3 separate regions of the Mus musculus genome follow, and regions 1 and 2 are each linked to region 3. The links are chromatin contacts, called in public promoter capture Hi-C maps. All regions are on one chromosome and are shown on one strand. The core of a region is the stretch at or near the end of the contact, and the rest is flanking DNA. Distances in the headings are between cores, read along the strand shown.

Region 1 (4,571 bases), core at 979-3,478, 2.2 Mb after region 3:
ACTAAAACAGGACCATGAGAGCAGAAAAGGATCTCTTAAGGGAAGGCTACAGGATGGTAGGGAGGGAATGAGAGTAAAAGACCAAAGTGCCATGAAGCAGAAGAGCTAGGGAGTAGAGGAGGAGGGCTGACCAGCACACTGACAGCCAGGGGAGGAGAGTGGGGATAGAACCAACAACAGAAACACAGAAACAGTGTGTACAGAACTGCCACAATGAAACTCATAGCTTAGTATCCAACAAAAGACAAAAATGAGTGATAGAGATCATTTAGAGATCTAGCTGACATATAATTGAATTCAATTGCATTTGAAGTACAATTGAAGCATTCGGCATAGGACTCAGAATAATCAACTATACAATACATTTGAAAGTTCTCTTCTTAAAGAAATGCTGTTGAGACAGAGAAAACCACCCAACTGCTAAACTGGCACTGCAATGTTAGGAACACAGGACAGCACCAGAGGAGCAAAGGAAGGCTAAGTTCAATGGCATTAGCCAATCACATCAACCAAGGCACACCCGCCCCTTTCCTTCCAGAAACTCTCCGGATCTCCCTCCAGGTTTGTGGAATCCGCTCCTCTTGACTGCATGACCTTGTCTCCAATCCCTTTTGCTATCCCAGGACTGGATCTAGGAAAGGGAGACCTCAGATCAGTACTGTCCAATTTGGTCCTGGCACTTTACATGTTGAAATGTGGAGTGAAATAGGGACAAGCTGAACCACAGTAATGACAGAATCTTTCTAGATGAAGTTAACTTTGTTAATATACATGCCTCTAAATTATTGTTCCCAAATAATTTAGAATTTGCCATCATCAAGAAGCAACAACAATGATTATGTGAGCAGATGCTATTATTCACCACAAAAGAAAAAAGAGAAGCAAGGCAACTTCTACATGTAACAAAAATACCTGAGTATCGTTGGTGCTTTCTGCTAAAAAGGCACTATTCTTTTTAAGATGTTTTGTTTTGTTCTGTTTTTTGAGACAGGACTTCTCTGTGTAGCCTTGGCTATCCTGGAACTCACTCTATAGACCAGGCTGGCCTTGAACTTAGAAATCCCTGCCTCTATCTCCCAAGTACTGGGATTCAAGGCGTGCGCCACCATGCGCGGCTTAAGATGTGTTTTTAACTATGTATATATGTATGCCCATGTAAGTACAAGTGTCCAATGGATCCAGAAGAAACTATCAGATTCCTTGGAGACGGAGTTAAAGGTAGTTATGAGCCACACGGGAAGCAGAACTTTGTCCTCTTAGCCAGTCCTTTAAGAGCAGTATAGGCTCTTAAAACCGCGGAACCATCTCCCTAACTCCACTGGTAACTACTCATTTAGAACTAAGAAACATTCTATGCCTTTGCAGGAACCTTCCACAACAGACTGTAAGGCATAAGAAACGTGCAGACGGAACAAGGGTGCGTTCCACGTCTGAGATGCTCCTAGACTGCACAGATGTCTAACAGCACACATTTCATCGCCCAAAAGTACTTCAGTGAAGAGTTCCACAGGGGGGAAATTGAAGTTTTTGCGTATGGTACTGGGGAAAAGGAATTACACTAGCCAAAGCTCCTAAAATGGGTGCTACCACATTTCCTTCTGCCAAGGTCCGATTGCAGTGAGAGACACTCTTAGAAAGTTAATATCTGCACTGCTCCGGTCAAGCCACGCTAAATGGTCACAACATTATTCTGTGAGTTCCAATTGCCTGCGCTGCTACTACTGCTAGCTGAAATAATCAAGTTCCTTACCCGGAGCCCAGGTACACAACCTGTCATTTCTGTGTGACTTAAGAAAATACCCTACACAGTAAATCAGGTGGCACGTCCCCACACAGCGCCCAGTTCCAAGAAAGAAAATAAATAGGAGACAAACGGAGGGGGGAGAAAGTTGTGGGACGTCAAGGCCTAACAGATGCTAGAGGACGGAAAATGAAGGTGCTGTTGCAAGAAAAAGAGCAAAGTCAGAGGACGCATGTCGTTGCGATCGCCGCTGAGGTCGCCGCGGGGCAGCAAAGCAGAGGCTGCCATACAAAGGCGACTAGATCTGCGAGACCTGCGGGGACACTTGTGAGCCTTTTCCCCCAAGCCGGCCCTTAGCTCTGCCTTGCTCACCAACTCACCTCGACAGGAGCCGCCACGCATATGGCTGCCCCATGGCCTAAAAACCCAAGAGCAGAAGAAGCAGAGTGTAGTGGTTCCACCGGCTCTGGTAGTTAGACCCGCCCACAGCCCCGCCCACAGCCGATGAGAGCAGAGGAGAGCCGGGGTCACTGATGACAAGTCCTCCGGTGGGCCAGAGCGGCCCAACGCCTACACTTCCGCTGCGCTACGCTCACGGGCCCGGCCGGGCGGGGCGGGGCGGGGCAAAACAGGAGCAGTTAGGAAACCAGCAAGAGCAGTGGGCAGGGCCACACTAGACAGGGCCAGGCCGGGTAAAGGTGGGGCGGGTCCTGGCTAGGGGCGTTAACTAGTGAGGGGAGGAGGAAGAGGAGGAGCCAAGACGAAAGCTGAGAGGTGAGTAACCAAAGCAAAGAGAAAAGTAGAAAAACTTATTTATAATAGCCAGAAGCTGGAAAGAAGCCAGATGTCCTTCAACAGAGGAATGGAGATAGAAAATGTAGTACATTTACACAATGGAGTACTACTCCGCCATTAAAAACAATGACTTCATGAAATTCTTAGGCAAATGGATGGAACTAGAAAGTATCAATCCTGAGTAAGGTGACCCAATCACAAAAGAACACACAGTATGGATATGAGCCCAAAGGCTCGGCAAGATACAATTCACCGACCACAAGAAGCTCAAGAAGAAGGAAGACCAAAGTGTGGGTGCTTTGGTCCTTCTTAGAAGAGGAAATAAAATACCCACAGGAGGAAATACAGAGGCAAGTGTGGAGCAGAGACTGAAGGCAAGGCCATCCAGAGAATGCCCCACCTGGGGATCCATTCCATATATAGTCACCAAACCCAGAGACTTTTTATTGTAGGTGCCAACAAGTGCTTGCTGACAGGCGCCTGATACAGCTATCTCCAGAGAGGCTCTGTCAGAGCCTGACAAAGAGGTGGATGCTCACAGTCAACTATTGGACTGAGCACAGGGTCTCCAATGGAGGAGTTAAAGAAAGGAATGAAGGAGCTGAATTGGTTTGCAACTCCATAGGACAAACAACAATATCAACCAACCAGAACCCCCAGAGCTCCCAGGGACTAAACCACCAACCAAAGAGTACACATGGAGGGACCCATGGCTCCAGGTGCATATGTAGCAGATGATGGCCTTGTCAGGCATCAATGGGAGGAGAGGCCCTTGGTCCTGTGAAGGCTGGATGCCCCAGTGTAGGGGAATGCCAGGATGGGGAAGCCAGAGAGGGGGGTTGGTTGGTTGGGGGAGCATTGTCACAGAAGCAGGGGGAAGGGGGAGGGGATAGGAGGTTTCCATAGGAGAAGGAAAGGAAGAGAGGGGATAACATTTGAAATGTAAATAAAGAAAATATCTAATAAGAAATTTCAAAAACCTTTAAATATAATTTTTTTACTACCACATTTAATGTAAAAAGATTGCATTGCCTTTTCTTTGTAATATTGAGAAACAATAAATACGGTAGTGGTTTTTACTTTAAAAAATGGAAAGGAAAGGAGTTTGCTCCCTAGACTAGGCTGTCTTGAAATGCCCAGTTGATTATCTATGTTTGGCTTTTAAGTTTAATCAGCAGGTATTAATTGATCTGAAGGAGTTTGTGTAATTTTTTTTTTTTTTTTGGTTTTTTGAGACAGGGTTTCTCTGTATAGACCTGGCTGTCCTGGAGCTCACTTTGTAGACCAGGCTGGTCTCGAACTCAGAAATCCACCTGCCTCTGCCTCCCGAGTGCTGGGATGAAAGGCATGTGCCACCATGCCTGGCTGTGTAATTTTAATAATTTTTTAATGAAAAGGTAAATTTAAACCAGACCCGATGACACACACCTATAATTCCAGCACTCAGAAACCTGAAACAGAATGGTCACCTGGGCTACACAGCAAGACCCTGTCTAGGAAAACTAAGTAAATTAAATGTTCTTTGAGTCAGAAACATATGAGATGCATTTGACATTGAGGAAAGACCAGAGTTTAGTACTCTACATAGCTGAACTTGCTTCGAAACATTGCTAATTATCTTCAGAAAAGTTACAGATCCCTCAGTCTTCCTCTGAGACAAAATATCTGATTAAGAGAATGCTCACAAACTAGAAATATCAGTGAAAACATACCTGTTCTGGAAAGCAGCTTATTAAATAAACCCCATATTTAACTGTCCACTGTGGTGATTTGAACATACTTGGCCCAAAGGAGTGGCACTATTTGGACGTGTGGCCTTGTTGGAGTAGGTGTAGCCTTGTTAGAGGAACTGTGTCATTGTGGGCTGGGCTTTAAGACCCTTGTCCTAGCTGCTTGGAAGCCAGTCTTCCAAACAAGGTATTGAACTTTCAGCTTCTCCTGCACCATGCCTGCCTGGACGTTGACATACTCCCACCTTGATGATAGTGGCCTGAACCTCTGAACCTGTAAGTCATCCCCAATTGAATGCTGTCTT
Region 2 (4,631 bases), core at 1,725-4,224, 3.0 Mb before region 3:
CTGGCCTTTCACGGGGCTGTTCTCTCTAGTGGCTTCTCATGCCTCTCAAACAGCTCCTTGCTCTCTGCTTCTATCCATATAGCAAGTAGCAGTGAAGCTTGCTTGCCCGAGCTGGACACACGCTTCACTAGAGAGGGACACAAAGCTGACATGGTTTTTTTTGGTTTGCTAGTTTGCAGGGGAGGGGTCAAAAGATGGAACGAACAGGGACTAAGAAAATGGTCAATGAATGGCCCAACTTGAGACCCATCCCATGGGAAAAAAACCAATCTCTGACACTATTAATGATAATCTGTGATGCTTGCAGACAGGAACCTAGCATGACTGTCCTCTGAGAGGCTCCACCCAGCAGCTGACTGAAACAGATGCAGAGACCCACAGCCAAACATTAGGCAGAGCATGTAAAGTCTTATAGAAGAGTTGGAGGAAGGATTGAAGAACCCAGGGAGTATAAGAACTCCACAAGAAGACCAACAGAGACAACTATCCTGGACCCTTGCATGCTCTCAGAGACGGAACCACCAACCAAAGAGCATACAGCTTGTTCTTTGTGCGGGTCCCCTAACTGGAGTGGGAACTGTCCCTAAATCTGTTTCCTGTCTATGGATCTCATTCCCCTAACTGGGCTGTCTTAGTGGGAGAGAATGTTCCTAGCCCAGCAGTGAGTGACTTCAGGTGCCAGGGTGGGTTGGTACCCCCGGGTGAGGGACTAGGATGGGGGTGCTATGGTCAGGATATAAAGTGAATGAATGAATGAATAAACAAACAAATAAATATAAAGTGAATGAATGAATAAACGAAGAAACATGTAAATGGAAAACATAAAATCAAAGTATTTCTAGGGTGTTCACAGAACATTTGGTCCCAGGACTCAGTTCGAGGAACCTGGAGGTCCAGCATTGCTAACAGTGGGACTGAAAGAGGTAAGGTGAGCTTCGGGTAAAAAAGGACTTATTTAGTCTTCAAAATCAGTGCAGCACAAAGTTGTGTGCTTGTTAAGAACCCTGCTGTTTGGAAGCAGGAGAGGGAGGATGAGGGGGAGGAGGGAGGAGACCTCAGACTCAACATGGCTGCTGTCTTGCTTTAGACTCTTAGCATCATTTATAAAGCTGTACCCTGGCTCCTGACCACACCTCCAGCCCTAGCAATCTATTCCCATCATATGTAAACAAACATTCTTCTGCTCCAGGACCTTTGCACCTGGATATCTCTACCTGAAATTCCTTTCACATATATGTGTGTGTGTGTGTATTTGTATACACATATACATATGTGAGTGTTTGTGTGTGTGCATTTGTATACATATATGTCTATATGTGGTTTGTGTGTATGTGTCTGTGTGCACGCGCTTGACTGGGTCCTACTTCATCCCAGACACTGCTCCAATGCCCCCTGATCTGAAAGGTCAACGCATCCCCTCCATCCACCCCATCAGTTTCTGCTCATCACTCCGTTTTCATGCCAGCACCTGCCGCTGCTTGACACCACACTCTCTCCATTTATTTATATGCCTGTTGGCTGTTTCCCCAGCAGTGTAGCAGTGTCAACCCCTCACCAGCAGGGGTCGCATCCTTTCTGTGGTTTGCTATATCCCATAAGCTTAAACATAGCTTAGTATCTGTTAGGATGTTCATGAAAACACACAATGGATATTCATGATTGCTCTTTTCGCAATAAGTAGTGTTGGCCTGTTAGTAGCCTTGGAGTCTGCCTCCAAGAGGCAGTGAGGCTCCAGTGAGCGGCAATGGATTCCGTTCGTTTAGTAAGGACAGAATACACTCCAGCTTTTTCTGTTATGCAAAAGGAAACGGAAGGAACAGGGCAGCCATTTCACCCATTATTCTAGTTCACCTTCATGGTAGTCCTGTGGGGAGATGGGGGGACAGCTAATGGGTTTCATCTATTTAAGGATCCATCTATCCCGCTTCAGGGCCATGAAGCAGGGACTCATAAAGGTTTTTTTTTTTTTTAAATGGGGGCTTCTATGATTTGGGAGACCCTGTTCTTCAAGGAAGAAAACACATTACAAAACTACAGCAGTGTGACTCAACTTCATAGCCTCCGAAGAGTCCTCACACAGGAAAGGTCTGGTTGGCGCTAAACCTTCCTTGGCTTCCAGTTGGTCAGCCAGTGCCAGCTAGAACAAGGGCTCTGGCTGTCCCTAGCCAGACACAGGGAACACAGCGGGATCCAAAGGGCGGAACTGACATTGTGGACAGCAGCTCTCCACCCCCCACTCAAAGTGCTATCAGTTTACACAGAGAACACTCCAGATGAGCTGGGCCACTGCCCAGACGGCTGCTTTAAACGATGCCCAGAGGCTTTGCTGTCCCCAAGCAACAGGATTTGCCTGGAGCCGCCATAAAAGTCTTCAGAGCCAAGGCACACACACAAATAAAACAAAATGCCACACTCGGCAGGAGCCCCTGATTCTGGCAAGCTGTGCTGTGCCAGGAACTTGCTTTGGCTTCACCAAGTTGAAAAATCACAGAGTAGCTAGAACCAGTGCACCTCTGTGGCCCTGTTAAAGCTGGGTATTGCTCACCCAGACAAGCAGAGACTTGAGGCTACTTATTTAATTGTGCTGGAAGATCTTATCAGCCGGAGGCTTTAAGGGAGGGAAGGTCTGGATGCTCCCCGTCCGGAAGGGAGAGGCCCTGGGATTCAGACATTCTGAAATTCTTAGTCTTCCATGCGCTGGTCGTGATGCGAAAGGTCTGAAAAATAATCTGATCTCCTTTGAGTTTTATAATGCAGATTCCTATGCTGAGGACCCAATGAGACCCCATGCTAAGGTTTCAGCGAAAGCAGGGCGCAGGCTGGGATAGGGCCCAGAACTGGGGTCCGGGGTGGTGCAGGAGTCTGCCTACCCGCGGGCTCTCACCTTCTGGCCATTCACGTAGAAGAGCAGCTGAATGGGGTCCATGACTCCGAGGTCCCTAGCAGGTCCCTAGCAGCGCCAGTCCTTGCAGAGAATAAATTGCCCGAGGCTACAGGGCGGGGCTTGTCTGTGCTTCTAAGTCTCCACCCTCCCAGAAAGTTTTGGAAGAGCCAATGCTGCAGAGGTCCTAAAGGGAAAACTCTCCTGACACTACAGAGTGTGCCAGCGTGGGAGACAAGCTGAAATCTTTGGGTTTTGGCATCGATGGGAGAGAGGGGTAGCTGGGCGGCCAGCCTCAGGAAGTCCTGAGTCATTGCTCTAGTATCTGTGCCAATGCTTGCTTATTGAAGTGGTTTCCAGAATCCTCTCGTTTGTTTAGGGGGAAGGCAGCCTGGCTGTACTGCTGAGTCACTTCCCAAGAGTCCTGCGCCCTTAACCTCACTTTTTGGCTTTCTTTATATTTTAGAATCCACTTTATAAAACCTGGCAAGTCTCAAATGAGACCAAATTATTTTCCAGGCCTTAGTATATCTCCCTAGGTTATTTTATTCATGCAATACAACATCCCCACCCCTCAATACCCATTCACACAGGGTTTCTCTGGGTAACAGCCTGGCTGTCTTGGAACTCTTCTTTGTAGACCAGGCTGGCCTCGAAATCACAGATCTCCACCTGCCTCTGCCCCTTGAGTGCTGAGATTAAAGGTATGCACCACTACACAACATTTTTATTGTGAAAACTTCCCGTTTGTAGGTAGAGGAGAAGAAACCACATCTCAGCAATTCCAGGAGTGGTTAACAGTAAGTGGCTAACACCTCCTTGCTTCCCAAGGATCTTAAGCACATTTCAGACAGTGTTTTACCAGTAGACAGAAAACGTGTGTGTATGTGTGTGTGTGTGTGTGTGTGTGTGTGTGTGTGTGTGTGTGTGTGTGTGTGTAAGCATCACTATAAAGCTATGGCTAGTTTGGAATTTACTGGCTTTGAACTGACAGCTTCTATCAGCTTCTGCCTCTTCCTGAGTGCTGGAATCAAAGGTGTGTGTGAGCCTCCATATCTGTCAAACATTTTCTTTTTTGAAAAATACTTTATGTTTGACAGGATCTGGGGAAATGGCTCAGAGGTTAAGAGCTTCCAGGACCCAGGACTAGAACAAACCTGTTTTCTTTATAAAGTATCCAGTTTGGGGCATTCTGCTTTAGCAATAGTGAAGAGATTAAAAGATTAGATGAACAGATTAAAAGCTAGAATTCTTTTACTCTCCTGATGCCAATAATCTCCATTCTAAAATCTTACTAACTAGAGATGGCTCAGTGGCTCAGAGCATTTGTTTCTAACAGATTCAATTCCTAACATTCACAGTCTTCTGAAACTCCAGTTCCAGGGAATCTCATTTCCTTCTTCTAATGATCCAGGGCCCCTGGCATATGCACATGTACACATCTACTCCCCCCCCCACCCACACACACCTACACACACACACATACACACACATGCCCATATATATACACACATATACTCACACACATGCATTCGCATGTACATATACACATATGCACACACATACACAGGCATACAGACACACAGGCAAAACATTCATACACATAAAATACATATTTAAAAAATTAAGCTATTTCAAACCACCCTAGGTACACGGTGATAGTCTTTTTCAAAGCAAAGGGCTAAAACACAAGGTTTCAGGATCCATAGCTGTTTTCATATCAGTACATTGATAAATATTCCTAGACCAT
Region 3 (5,036 bases), core at 1,388-3,887:
TTGATCTTTGTGAGTTCAAGACCAGCCTATTCTACAGAGAGAATTCCAGGACAGCCAGAGATATATAGTGAGATCCTGTTTCCAAGGGGGAAAAACAAACAAACATAAATATGATGACAATGAGCATTTATGAAAATAACATAAAATCTGTACCAAATTAATTTACAGCAAACACACACACACAAAATGAAAACCTAGTATGCAAAATGCCTAGCTGTTCATTTTCTAGGTTCAGTCCTAGCTAGCCTGAAACTTGCTAGGTAGACTAGGCTGGCCTTGAACTAGCAAAACTCCACCTGCCTCTACCTCCTTTCTCTTTTGCTTCTGTTTTTGAGACAGAATCTCATTCTGTGTAGACCTGGAAAGGCTTGACCTTGAAATCCTGTGTGTCAGTCTCCTCCAGTGCTAGGATTACAGGCATGCATAACCAACCTAGATAATAAGCCTTTTTAAAATGTTATTTGTAATTATGAGCATGTGTCTGTGTATGGGTATGTGCTTGTGAGTAATGGCGACTGAGAAGGCCAGAGGCCTTGGCTCTCCTGGAGCTGGAGTTGAAGGTATATATGAGACTTGTTCTTAGATAATAGAGGGTCCAGGTATGATGGCATACTTGTCTTCAATCCCAATACTCAAGAGGCAGGTGGATCTCTGCCTGTTCCAGGCCAGTCAGGGCTACACCATGGGACTCTTGTCTCTTAAAAAAAAAAAAAAAATGTTGCTCACAGGCAGAACATTTGCCTACCATGCATAAGGCCCTGAATTCCTGCCAGAAGAAAGACACACAAAAATTACTAAGATGCCTGTTCCTAAAGAGAAGAACTTAGAGTCAAGTTGAGTGGGAAATTTATATACAATACCAGGTTTTGTAACAAATTCATACATTGGTTTCTTAAGCCCCACAAGATACCCTTACCTAATCCTGATCATACTCCTAAGAAAACCACATATGCTTAAAACAAATTAACAGGTTTCCTGATCAGTATGCCTATTTGGTTATACTGCTCTGGGCAATACATCTATTTCACACACTATTAAGCGTTAGGGGTTGAGAGCTCAATGATAGAGCTGGTTGACATGTTCATGGCCCTGGGTTAGATCCAGCACCTCTCCCTTCAACTGCCCCATACAACTAGCTACATACACAGTCAAGCTAACAAGTGAGTACTGTAACATATTGAAAACAGACTTTGTAATCACTAATATTCCAAAACTACTCTCTCAAATAACATATTACATTAAAGGCCAGAACACAAGATAATGTAATACTTTTATGCATTTATATACCATTTTTGTTGCCTTTTTTTTTTTTAGATCCAGTCACTTGGTATTTCCCAGGCTGAGGCTGGTATGGACTTTCTGAGCATGAGCCTCGGACCATAAGCAGCAAAGCAACATTTAATCAGTAATATAAGCAGTATGTCCTGCTTGAAAAGCTATCTTTTGAGGATAAACTACCCGATTTCACAGTTTCAACATGTTTGTGTAAGATTTGGAGATGAAGCATGGCTGCTAGTTTCTGTTTGTTTTTGAGACAAATCTTACCTTGTAGCTCTGGCTGATATGCAACTAGCTACACAGACCAGGCTGGCCTCCAAAGCACCAGACCTGGCCTCTTGGCTGACATTTTAAAGTCTTCATTCAACCAAAATGTTCTGAAACCCAGGCAAGAGTTGGACTTTCTCCTCTGTAATGTATACATATTGATTCATCTCAAATACCAATTTTCTTTTCTTTTGGTCCTGAGACAGGGGCTCACTTTGTAGTTCGGGTTGGCCTTGAACCCACCGCGATACTTACTTGACTTTATTGCTAAAATTACAGGTGTGAGCCGCCACTCTGAGTTAATTTTAATTTTTGAGAATACTTTATTACAGTCTTATTTGTAATAGAAAACTGCATTGTAGACTTATAGTGTCCTTCAGGTCTCTAGGTTCATCTCCACCTAAAGGACCAAGCAGGAAAACCGAGGACAGAGCCATCTTCAAGGTTACAGGACCTCAAAGTTACAGTGTAGTGAAAAAAACAACAGGTCCTCTTTGTTGGCTGTGTTTCATTTTGCAAGCGCTGAGTGGCCGGGGTCAAAGAACTCCACAGCAAGTGAGAGAGCGTCTGACAAGCGGTTCACCGCCAGGACACGCACTCCCACGGCCCGGGAGCCGGCGCTCTCGGGCGCAGTTAAACTTTCCCGACGGCCGCCGCCCACCTCTTGGAGACCGGAAGGGCGGGAGCCGGAGACCCGGCTGCTTGTCCGTCCTCCCACGGCCGTCTCGTCGCTGACTCACCCCGATAATATGAGGTGCACGCAGACCAGCCGGCCGAGCGCCGCGCCCCGGGTCTCCGGAGCCGACTAGGGTCAGCGCCCCGGCCACAGGCCCGTCCCGAACCCGCCGCCCGGAAAACCTCCGCTCGCTACCTGACGTCGCGCGCAGACCCCCGCGCCGGGGCTTCCGTCACGGTGGTCGACTTCGGATGGCACCCCGATGCCACCCTCGCCAGGGCCCTCTGACTGGTCCGAGCTGCCATGATCATCTTTGTGAAGCCGGTAGCCAACGCGGGCACCCGGAACGAGGCGCCGCCCTCAGGCCGGCCTGGAGGGACGGCTCCTGCGCCTCTCAGCCAATCCGGGAGCCCTCTGAGCAGCTGGACACGCCTCTTCCCACTAAGTCCCTCCCAACCCCATGACGCCACGCTGACGCTAGGCTGACGCACGTGTCCAGTGCCGCCTCGGGACAGCCAATCGGGGCGCGGATCTCCGGGACACGCTCTGCTCCTGCCAGGAGTCTGCCACTTATGTAATCTTCGTGACGAACTCCTGGGTTCACCTACGGTCCGGGTTTTTTCCTGGAGCTATTTGGGGTCGAGTCTCGAGGCTCGGCTCGTGAGGGCCGCCCTGCCGGGGGAGGAAAGCCCAGGAGCTGGCTAATTATGTAACTGCCTCCCACACCCACCCCACCCAGCGCTGGCCCAGCGTGTTTTCGCTCCTGCTGCCGAGCCTGGCAGATTTTACTGTGTATTGACGATCTCAAACGGTACCTGCTGTGCTGACCCTGAGGTGTTGTTCAGAGAGCAACTTCGGGTCATACCGCCCCGAACAGGCCCAGTGACCTGTCAGTTCTAGCTGCCTTCTTCATACGTGGCCAAGATATGGTGTAGTGTTGCCTTTATGATCCAGGTTTTTCTCATTCTATACAAAGCAACAATTTTGCTTGCCACATTCAGGGATTGGATGAGGTCCTGACTTACATATAAGGGAGGGGCACACGTAACAAACGCATATGTGAAGGTCAGAGTCTTCCCATGTGGGTCTAAGGAATAAGAACTCACTTAACAGGCTTGCATAGCGATTGTTTTTTTTTAAATGATTAGCCATCTCACTGACTCTAATACAGTTTTTTAAAAAATAGAATTATATTTTATTACTATATGAATGTACGTGTGTGATGTGTGTTTGGCTTATGAAAGTCAGACGGCACATTTGTGAAGTCACCTCTTCACCTTCCATCTTTATGTGGGTTCCTGGAGATTCAATTTGAGTCATCAGACTTGCACAGCAAGTTCTACCCAGTAGGCCATCCTGCCTGCTGCATTTGGTTAGCAGAGCTTGAGGAATAAATGAGATTGTTGGTTAAACATAGGCAATAATATATTTTGAAAGACTTACTAGATGTTGGAGGTGTGAATGAGTCTGTCTCCTCACATAGCTCATATTCCAAAAGGGAAGATAGAACTAATGTGTACTGCATTATCGGGTAATTATGTGACTTGTATGTGGTGGTTTGAATATGCTTAGCCCATGGGAAGTGGTACTATTAGGAAGTGTAGCATTGTTGGAGTAGGTTTGGGCTTGTTGGAGGAGGTGAGTCACTGTAGGAGTGAGCTTTGAGGTCCAAAGCTTAAGCTTTGGCCAGAGCAGAAGAGACCCTCCTCCTGGCTGCCTGGAAAAGGGCATCTCTTCCCACCTGCTTCTGAGTCAAGATGTAGAACTCTTGGCTTCTCCAGGACATGTTTGACTGTACACTGTCATGCTTCGTGCCGTGATAATGGACAGAACCTCTGAAATCAGCCTCAATTAAATGTTGTCCTTTATAAAAAGTTGCTTTGGTCATGGTGTCTCTTCATACCAATAGAAACCCTAAGATGTGGAGAAAAAAAAAAAAAGAGTAGAGCACAGTGTGCTGTGCCTGTAATCCTGGCACTAGAGATACTGAAAGAAAAACTACCCAGGCTAGATTGAACTGCACAGGGAGATGCTTAAAAACATTGAAAATGAAATGATGATGTAGCTGGAGAGATAGTTCAACAACTAAGAGCTGCTATTGCAGGGGAGACCAGTTCCATTGCCAGAATTGATGTTAGGCAGCTCACAACATCAGTAACAGTTCGAGGATATCTGTTAACCTCTCCTGTTCTCTGCAGGCACTGACACACACACACACACACACACACACACACACTAAGGGTAAGGACTAGGGAGGTCTCTCAAGATAAAGGTGCTTTTGGCTAAGCCTGACAACACATGCTATAAATTCTTAAAAGCTTTACAAATAAAAATTAATCTTTACTTAAATCCCAGCACTCAGGAGGCAGAGGCAGGCATATCTGTGTGAGTTTGAGGCCAGCTCAGTTTAAAGAATGAGTTCCAACACAGCAAGGGCTACACCAAGACACCCTGTCTGGAAAAACACTAAATAGATAAATAAGTAAATATTTTAAAATCACTGTAAGAAGAAGGAAAGAGAAGAAAAAAACATTAAATAAATAAATTAGGTGGGTTGCTGTTTTTATTCGTTTATCCTGATTTATACAAAGCCTCTCTCATGCCCATTCTTGAGCTCAGGGAATCCTCCTCTATCAGCTTACTAAATAGCTGGGATGACAGAAGACTAATATTTTATATAGGATGGGCAGGTGGACCTCTGAGACCGTGATACTGAATGTATTCATATATATAATCACACACATGTGCATGTGTATACATAAATATACAAATAAATGTAAAACAATAGTATTTACTCAATTCCTTACCCTCTTTT

The links. Promoter capture Hi-C pulls out the DNA fragments that hold promoters and counts their contacts.
Region 1: a contact with region 3 is called in a promoter capture Hi-C map of liver, with 5 times the contacts expected there. The contact joins the promoter of Hibch here to the promoter of Coq10b in region 3. A contact is called at or near these places in 2 of 39 promoter capture datasets (both in liver) and 1 of 9 other capture datasets (liver).
Region 2: a promoter capture Hi-C map of liver shows a contact between it and region 3, with 4 times the contacts expected there. The contact joins the promoter of Aox1 here to the promoter of Coq10b in region 3. A contact is called at or near these places in 3 of 39 promoter capture datasets (hippocampal neurons and liver) and 1 of 115 datasets of contacts at active chromatin or transcription factors (astrocytes).

The regions. Positions count from the first base shown.
Region 1 is chr1:52,842,695-52,847,265 of GRCm38.p6, reverse strand. It overlaps Hibch (3-hydroxyisobutyryl-Coenzyme A hydrolase), which reads right to left and starts at 2,228. Exons shown (of 14, transcript NM_146108.2): 1 at 2,122-2,228. The coding sequence starts at 2,156.
Region 2 is chr1:58,028,312-58,032,942 of GRCm38.p6, reverse strand. Aox1 (aldehyde oxidase 1) reads right to left here and starts at 2,974. Exons shown (of 35, transcript NM_009676.2): 1 at 2,885-2,974. The coding sequence starts at 2,926.
Region 3 is chr1:55,050,371-55,055,406 of GRCm38.p6, reverse strand. Coq10b (coenzyme Q10B) reads right to left here and starts at 2,637. Exons shown (of 5, transcript NM_001039710.1): 1 at 2,417-2,637. The coding sequence starts at 2,532.